2 separate regions of the Podarcis muralis genome follow, and region 2 is linked to region 1. A link is a contact called in public Hi-C data. All regions are on one chromosome and are shown on one strand. The core of a region is the stretch at or near the end of the contact, and the rest is flanking DNA. Distances in the headings are between cores, read along the strand shown. Region 1 holds the start of STX10 (syntaxin 10). Region 2 holds the start of JUNB (JunB proto-oncogene, AP-1 transcription factor subunit).

Region 1 (4,358 bases), core at 1,162-3,661:
CCAGGCAAACTTGGATAGCACTGATCTTCTTGACACATTCCAGTCTGGCTTCATGCCTTCATTTGGCACTGAAACAGCTTTGGTCCCCCTAACAAATGTCCTTTGCCAAAAGATAGCCCTGGGGAGCATGATGCTATGAGTTGTCCTAGATCACGCATAGGCAAACTCGGCCCTCCAGATGTTTTGGGGCTACAATTCCCATCATCCCTGACCACTGGTCCTGTTAGCTAGGGATGATGGGAGTTGTAGTCCCAAAAACATCTGGAGGGCCTGTCCTAGTCCTCTCAGCAGCTTCAGTACAATCAACCTCCAAACCAGGGGTACCACATTCCAGTGGTTCTGTTGCTAGATGTCTGAATTATTCCAGAAGGTGGTGCTAATGGATTTTACCTAGTATTGCATTATTTATTTATTTTAAATTAAACGACAGAAACAAATAGTGGTGTCTGAAAGATGCAAACTTGTAGGTAGCCTACAACGTGCCATCTCTTCCAGCCGCTTCTGTTCCATTCCTTCTAATTCTGTACAGTACAGTGGTACCTCGGGTTACATACACTTCAGGTTACATACACTTCAGGTTACAGACTCCACTAACCCAGAAACAGTACCTCAGGTTAAGAACTTTACTTCAGGATGAGAACAGAAATTGTGCTCCAGCAGCGCAGCGGCAGCAAGAGGTCCCATTAGCTAAAGTGGTGCTTCAGGTTAAGAACAGTTTCAGGTTTAGAACGGACCTCCGGAATGAATTAAGTACATAACCAGAGGTACCACTGTACTGGAAAGGCTACTGTGGCAGTGAATGAGATAAGGCACTGTTAAAAGTACTGCAATTATAAAGCAGAGGTGTGGCCCTCCTGATACTGCTGGACTACAGCTCCCAGCATCCCTGGGCATTGGCCATGCCGACTGAGGCTGATGGGAGCTGGAGTCTAACAACTTCTGCCCAGGGGGGCAGCATAGGTTTCCCATGTCTGCTATAAAATGGGATGTTCATAGAGGATAAGTGTGGTGAAAGGGAGGCATAGGTCTGTTTTCATCAACAGTAGATTTAAAGAGAGAGCAAAGCACAGAACTCTAGATCTCCTTGTTCCCATCTATGAGATCCAGCTGCCAAAACTCAACAGTATTCCTTCAAGCTGGCAAATTATATAGAGTCCCACCATTCACCAGATCAGTAGGACAAAATGAGGAAGGAGATCGAGGGACAAATCGCAACCAAGTATATTCAAGGGTTTTTGGGAATAGTCTGTTAATTATGAAATATGAAGCTGGAAAACATCACTAATTCCCAGTGGTTAGTATAACCCCTTGTTATCCTACTCAGCAATTCTTTCAAAGTGCAAGTGTCAAGCAAAATACTTTACAAAAAAAACCCCTATTTCTACAAAGTAACTTCCTTTTTTAGTCGCGTGTGTAAGTATACTTAGCTACAGAAACTGATTACTTGTCACAGAGACATACTTTGGGGGCTGTAGCTTGTTCAGACACACGATTCTGTCATCGTGGAAAATTTGTGCGCAATATTTTTTTAGTAATGTCCACAGTTCCCCAAATATGAGCAGTCCATAAAATTTATAAACTGTTGTAGCAAGAACCCTAAATAGAGTCCCAACTTCGAGGCTGAAATGAATCCGCTTTGCTGTGACCCTGTGGCGGCTTTCGTGAGAGTTTGATCCATTAGGGTGAATAATAATAATAATAATAATAATAATAATAATAATAATATAGAAGTAGGGCAGTGCCTTTATTAGGACCAGCTAATAAACGGAGTTTCGAGGAAGTTCCTTAGCTGAGGCGGGTTTCTAATCAGAGTTCTCTAGCTTCTCGCCCCCGCCCCGCCTCCACATCCCCGCGTTACCCGACGCTTCCCATGCTCGCAGACCCACGCGGGGCCAGGCTGCCTTGCTGCGGCGCCCATCCCCACCAGGGGCGAGGAAAGACGGAGTTTGCGGCGGCCGTGGGAGTGGCTGCCACTCACCCTTTCACCACGAAGAACGGGTCCTCCAGAGACATTGCTGACCGGTCGAGATGCCTTCAGGAAAAGCCCAGCCGGCCGCAGAGCAGCGTATGGGGGCCAAACCATATAAGTCTATGAGCGAAGCGTCTCAGCCTGTCCCTCCCTCCCTGAGCTGAAGCCGCTTAGCAGCCACGTTTACTACGGGCGCCTCTTTCCTAATAATAGCAGGCCGCCCTCTTTCAACTCAGCCCAACCCGGCGCTCCCTCCCTCCCCCACCCCTTCCCCTGCGAAAGTGGAGCCGGTCTTTCCTGGGGAGGAGCCGGGGGAAGGGAGGAGAGCGCTTGGCGAGAGCAATCAGGAATCTCCCCTGGAGCTTCTAGCAGCCTCGCGTTTCTTTCTTGGCCTCCTTTCTTTCTTTTCCCCCACCCTCCTCCGCCTCAGCTTCCTGGAGATGGAAAATGCGTCACTCTTACTAAGAAACGCGGCCCTAAAATAGCGCAGGCCGCACCCCGCCCGGCTTCCTGATTCATTCATTTTCCGCCTGCAAACTGAGCGTTTGAGAGCTTGGGCTCCGCTCCCTGGGCGTGGGTTCAAAACCGCAGCTCCTTATCGGTTACACTCTAGCCACTCATTCACACTGTAAGGGCTCCTGCAAAGAGGCTTACAGAGCGGTTTGCAAGTCCCTGCTTGGGTGTGTGTGTGTGTGTGTGTGTGTGTGTGTGTGTGTGTTTTCAGTGCTTGCCTGTGGGTGAAGTGGAGATTTTAATTCATGTTGGTGGCGGTTGTTTAAGGGACCAGAAACAGTACTTAGATTCAGGGCACAATGGAGTGCGCTCCTTTGTACTTCCCGCATTACTCTCTGCAATTTATTTCGGTGTGATAGTTAGCCTGACCAACGCATGCCCAGGCATCGGTCAGGAAAAGAGAGTCCGCGGGGAAGAAAGGTCGCCTGCGGAGACTCGGGCGTGATGCAAGAGTAAGGGAAAACGTGCCAGCTTGTAATACGAGACCAGCTAAAGATAGTCATTGCTAACTGGCTTCCCTAGGATGTGGGGCCCGATCTGAGGCGTATTTTACTAATAAGTAAATTCCGCTGCGTTCATCGGAACTTGCTTCTTGATTAGAGTGTGTATAGGATCGCGATTTTACATCTACCGATGTCTACTCAGAAGCAAGTCCCGCTGAGTTCAGTGGAATTTACTCCCAAGTAAGTATGTATGTGTGTAGGACCCTTAGCCATAGTGTATCATGTGCAGATCAACGCGGCGGCTTGGAATACGCTTGGGGATGGGAGCTGGGCGCGCGTGAAGACAATGCGGCGAGACTGTGGAGGGAACAACGCAGAGCACGTGCAAACGGGTTGCATGCGACCCAGCAAAGATGGTTGTGCATGGACGGACGGCGTGTTGAGTTTATGAGAAGAAGGTAATACATTTAGATCACGCGGGAGTTCAGTGATAAGTATTTACAGACCTCCGGCCGTGTATGTGCGAAAAAGAAAACGTATCCAGGCAATATTTGTTTTTAATACAAGCAGTATTTGTTTCTAATGAGGGAGTCTGTGCCTTTAGGTTACATTGCTAAGGCAGGCTTTAGTGGCTTGTGTGCAACTTGTGTATCTAGAGTGCCGTGTTACATCACGTCGCGGCAGTGTGTAAACAGAAGGGGGAGGGGCAAGCGCAGAGCCCTTCTTTGGACAGGCTCCCGGAAACTCAATGGAGTCTCTCGTCTGGTTGCCCATTTATGGACACAGGAAGCAGTCCTGCTACGAGCGTAAGCATATTTTACAACGTTGGTAAACGCAGCCTTGGCTCCGCCCCTGTCGTCATGGTCCAATAATACATGCAAGGAAGCGGTAAGCAGAGAGGCTGGGGTGACCTAAATAGAAGGAGGAGCCTGTTGAGCGAAGGAAACCCTGGAGAGAAAACCGACGGGGATCCAAGAGAGAGTCCTCGCTCAGTCACCATAGTGATCGGGTTGATCTGGTAAAAATGCGAACTGGCCTCTCTGATTCTGTCACGAATGAGTGAAAGATTTGCTTTTAAAGTGAAAGCCTCTGATACGTGCGCGTGAACGTGACTTAGTAAATTGTGATGCGTGCAAAAAGAGCGCAGCATTAACCTCTCAGTAGCGTGTGCGCACACGGCTAGTAACAAAGCCTGGTGAGTATAAGGGAAAATGAGAGCAAGACCCACTGACCATAGCTTGGAATCCTCTTCCCAGTCGAATAGCCGTGGTGGCGATAGCACAATTTCTTGTTTCAGCAATGCTGGCAGAGGAGGGAGGCAGCAGATAACAATTCCAGTGACACAAGCTGACAAGGAAGAGAGAAAGAAGCTCCCTCCCCCACACTCTGCTACTTACTGTGGTTGTTGTTCCCGAGGAAGGGACACATGACTA
Region 2 (4,358 bases), core at 995-3,494, 200 kb after region 1:
CCGTCACCAAGGGCCACAATCCCTTCTGGGCAATGTTATGGGGGGCACATGCCAATAATGACCAGAGGCAGCCAAGCAAAAATGCTCCAGAAGGGTGTGAAGCAGTGCCAGTGAGAGAATGGTCTGGGGAGAAGAGATGTAGGTGTGGAGGGTGCATGGTCTGCGGAGAGTCCTGAGGGCCAGATAGGGAGGCCTGGAGAGCTGCATTTGGCCCCCATGCCTGAAGTTCTCTCTCCTCCCCTTACACACTTATGGTTGCTGAAACAACTCATAACTTATTTATAAACCTCTCTCTCTTTACAATTCGCATCCCCTTGAAAATATATAAAGATCAGCTAAAGCTAATACCTGATATTTGCAGGGAGGTGGATCGTTTGTTAAATATATTAAACCCTGGGAGAAGAATGGGATGAAGCTTCTCCCAGATGTCTGGGTGATTGTGTATACGTGCAAGGAGATGAAGCTAGAGAACTGTATGTAATACATACTCATGTTTGTAGAAGAAGCGAGACCCACCCAAAGCATGGCCACTGGGCTTGATTATCACTTTGCACCTTGTACTTCTGTGGGTGAATGGGTTGGGTCAGGATTGGTATACCTGTGCAAATCAGAGTCTTTAGGTGTATGCATTTGTGGGGCCCCTCCTCAGAACTCACCTTTTCCATTAAGTCTTTAACCCCTTAATTCTCATGCCCAACAACTGTAACCAGGTGTAACTTCATTTGCTTACATACACCTTTGGCTACCAGTGCCTCTCCCTCCTGCCTTTCTTCCCCTGTCTTCTTTTCTTCCACGCTGTCAAAATTTAGACTGGAAGATTATTGGGGGCAGGAAACTGTTTCTGAAACTCTGCTAAGTGCCATGAACATAAGTGATGTGTTGTCTTGTAATTAATGATTTTATATAAAAGTAATTTTACAGTTCTGAACTTTGGGTGTACATCTGGCCTTTGGTGTTTTTCTCCTCTGGAATTTGAACGTAGTAAACAAGTCTCTTTAAGATTGTATGTATGTTTATTTTGAAGAATATTTTGAAGAATGTTTATTTATGTTTGGGTTAAGTCTTAATGTGGCATTTAAGTGTTTGCAGTTTGTGAATACAGCTTCTGCATTTGGAATGAGATTCTTCTGTACATATTTCTATAGTATTTGTGTACTTAATGCATGAATCCATCTCAGGCTGCACATTTATTTAGTTACTGACATTGAGTGAATGTTATGTGTGCAGTTAGACCTAATAAGAAAGAACACTCTGTGTCCAGAGGTTGTATGTTTATTGTACATACAGTGGTACCTCGGGTTACATACGCTTCAGGTTACAGACTCCGCTAACCCAGAAATAGTGCTTCAGGTTAAGAACTTTGCTTCAGGATAAGAACAGAAATCGTGCTCCGGCGGCGCGGCAGCAGCAGGAGGCCCCATTAGCTAAAGTGGTGCTTCAGGTTAAGAACAAATTAAGTACTTAACCCAAGGTACCACTGTATGTCTAGTCAGACGCTGCTGTTCTGGGTTTAAAAACTTCTACGTGGAAGCCATTCAAAGAATTACCTTTCTACATGTTTGTAACTGACATACATACAACATAATACAAATTCTTCCAAAGAAATGCCCTTCCCTGTGATTTGGTAATGAAGAAAGCCCTCCTATTGCCTCACCATCAGATGGGGCTTGTCTCACCTGGAAGGTGAAGCTGACATCCCAGCTGAATGTGGCGTATTTACCTGACACGTATCTTCCAGGGAGCTGCGCTTGACTTCTGGGGCTTTATGTGAATTTCATCCCCTCACAACAACCCTGGGACAAAGACCGCCCAGCGAGTTTAACCTGCGGGAGGGAATCTGGAGCGGTGTCTCCCGCCTCCAACCCTTCCAGCTGTCAAAAACCGCTCGTCTATATGCCCATGGCCTGTTTTACCACCTTTCCGGTGGCTGAATGTTAACCTTGCCCCTGGGGGGGGGGGCTGTGGCGCTCGAGGGCTTGATGCGTGGCGCGCTCTTCCCCCCTCTCTTCCCCCGGGGCCCGCGTGCGTCCTTCTCTCTCTCTCTCTCACTCCCGGGCTCCCTCCCTCCCGCCCAGCTTCTGACGCGGGCGCCTTTACAACTCCCCCCTCCCCGGGGCTGTTTACTGGAGCACGAGCTGCCGAGCAATGAGCTCAGTTCCCCCTTCGCGTGCGCCGCGGTGGGCGGAGGCGCACTGGGCTCCTCAGCCAATGGCGGCTCGCTTCCGCCGCCGCCGAGCGCCTGCCCGCAATAAAAGGCTCCGGGAAGCGCACGCTGCAGCTGAGATAACTCGCAAACCTGCAATCGCCAGCGCGCGCGCCGGAGGCTCTCTCTCTCTCTCCCTTCGCCGGTACGGTACCTGCTCCTTTTTGCTTCTCGGGGAGGGCTCGAAGCCGGCGCGCCTTCTGGTGGGGGACAGACAACGCGTGAACCATCCCCGCTAGCAGAGCTTAGTCAGGGCGGGTGGTTGGAGAAGCCGCCGGAAAGACGAGCTCCCTTCCCTCCTTGTGAGTGTCTCTCCGAAATCTGGAAGTGAAGCTCAGGGAGGGAGGCGGAAGGAAGCGCGCTGCTGCTGCCCTCGTTTCGGGGAGCGAGAGACTCGACCCGCGGCGCCCCCTAGGCAGAGGCAGCTAGGGAGAAGGCTCGATCCCGGACGGTCCCAGCCCGGGTTCGCGACCCCTTCCCAGCGCGCGGCTGATGTGCACGAAGATGGAGCAGCCTTTCTACCCTGACTCCTTTCTCTCCGGGTACGGGCAGGACTACAAGACGCTGAAGTCGGGCATGGCTCTGAACCTGTCCGCGGAGCCCTTCCGCGGCCTGAAGTCCCAGCTGCCGCACCACCTCCGCGCCCCAGAGGACGGCCCCGCCGGGTACTTCCCGGGCTCGTTGCCGCCGCAGCAACAGGCCGACACCGGGAGCTCGTCGCTCAAACTAGCCGCCCCGGAGTTGGAGCGCCTGATCGTCCAGAACAGCAACGGGGTGATCACCACCACCCCGACGCCGCCGGGCCAGTACTACTACCCGCGCGGGGCCACCGAGGAGCAGGAAGGCTTCGCCGACGGCTTCGTCAAGGCGCTGGACGACCTGCACAAGATGAACCACATGCCGCCGCCCAATGTCTCCATCGGAGCGGTGGCGGCGGCGGCAGCAGCGGCGGCAGCGGCCTCGTCGGCCAGCAGCGGCTACGCGGCCTCCCTCCCGCAGGAGCCGCCTCCCGTCTACACCAACCTGACCAGCTACAACCCCTCGGCCACGCTGAGCACCACGTCCAGCTACCCCAGCGCCAACCTCAGCTACATGCCGCAGCCGCACGGCCTGGCCTTGCCGCACCCTTCGCGAGGCTTCAAAGAGGAGCCCCAGACGGTGCCGGATATGCAGAGCCCGCCCGTGTCGCCCATCAACATGGAAGATCAGGAGCGCATCAAGGTGGAGCGGAAGCGGCTGCGCAACCGCCTGGCCGCCACCAAGTGCAGGAAGAGGAAGCTGGAGCGCATCGCTCGGCTGGAGGACAAGGTGAAGACCTTGAAGAGCGAGAACGCGGGACTGTCCAACACGGCCAGCGCGCTGCGGGACCAGGTAGCGCAGCTCAAGCAGAAAGTCATGAACCACGTGAACAACGGCTGCCAGCTCCTCTTGACGGCCAAGATGCAACAGTCCTTCTGATGGGCGGCGATCCCTGCCGTCTCAAAGACCTTTTTGGCGGGTGGGGTGGGGAGAAGAGAAAGAGGGGACTTGTAATGCAAAGTTTACACGGAACCGGACTGACGAGCCCAGTTCCCAACTCTTCTGTTCCTGAAGTCCTGTTTTCCAAGTTATGTCTGTGACTCTCAGTCTGGTGGATCCAGAACTCCGGTCTGTGCTGAGTGTGTGTAAGAGGTTGTTTTTTTATATATATATCTGTATGTGAGAGTGGTTTCGTGCGTGAGTGTATTTAAAAGAAAAAACAAAAGCCTTTTTTCCACCCCTTCTGCTGCGTCGCTGGCTGGTGCAGTGGAACTGGAGGTACTCTGGACAGAGCCAGAAACTGGCCTTCTGATCTCTTCCTTGTGCCAGTAGAAAAAGGAGATGATCGCTTAATTTATAATTGAAACAAAAGGGACCAGAACAGAGGATGGCAGGGAAGGGATGAAACCTCAGCACCTCTCTCCCTCCCAGGAGGCCACTGTACGGACAAAAGGGGTCACTGGGGGAAAGGGGAGCGGGAGAGGATTGTTTACTACTTGTGCTCTTAATTTCTTTTGAGTCCTCAAATTCAGTTTTTTCTTCTTCAAAAGATTGTATTTGTGTTTTTGACTTTTTATTGAAGCTATTTAAGTAAACTTGTTCTAACTAATTTCCGTTGTGTGCCTCTTAATCTGCT

What was found. A called contact is a pair of places that touch in the nucleus more often than the background predicts.
Region 2: a Hi-C map of tail shows a contact between it and region 1, with 2.4 times the contacts expected there. The contact joins the promoter of JUNB here to the promoter of STX10 in region 1. A contact is called at or near these places in 2 of 3 Hi-C or Micro-C datasets (blood and tail).

Annotation. Positions count from the first base shown.
Region 1 is chr2:44,118,517-44,122,874 of rPodMur119.hap1.1, forward strand. STX10 (syntaxin 10) reads right to left here and starts at 2,412. Exons shown (of 8, transcript XM_028717357.2): 1 at 1,979-2,412. The coding sequence starts at 2,013.
Region 2 is chr2:44,320,497-44,324,854 of rPodMur119.hap1.1, forward strand. It overlaps JUNB (JunB proto-oncogene, AP-1 transcription factor subunit), which reads left to right and starts at 2,245. Exons shown (of 2, transcript XM_028717382.2): 1 at 2,245-2,348; 2 at 2,756-4,331. The coding sequence starts at 2,780. The coding sequence ends at 3,661.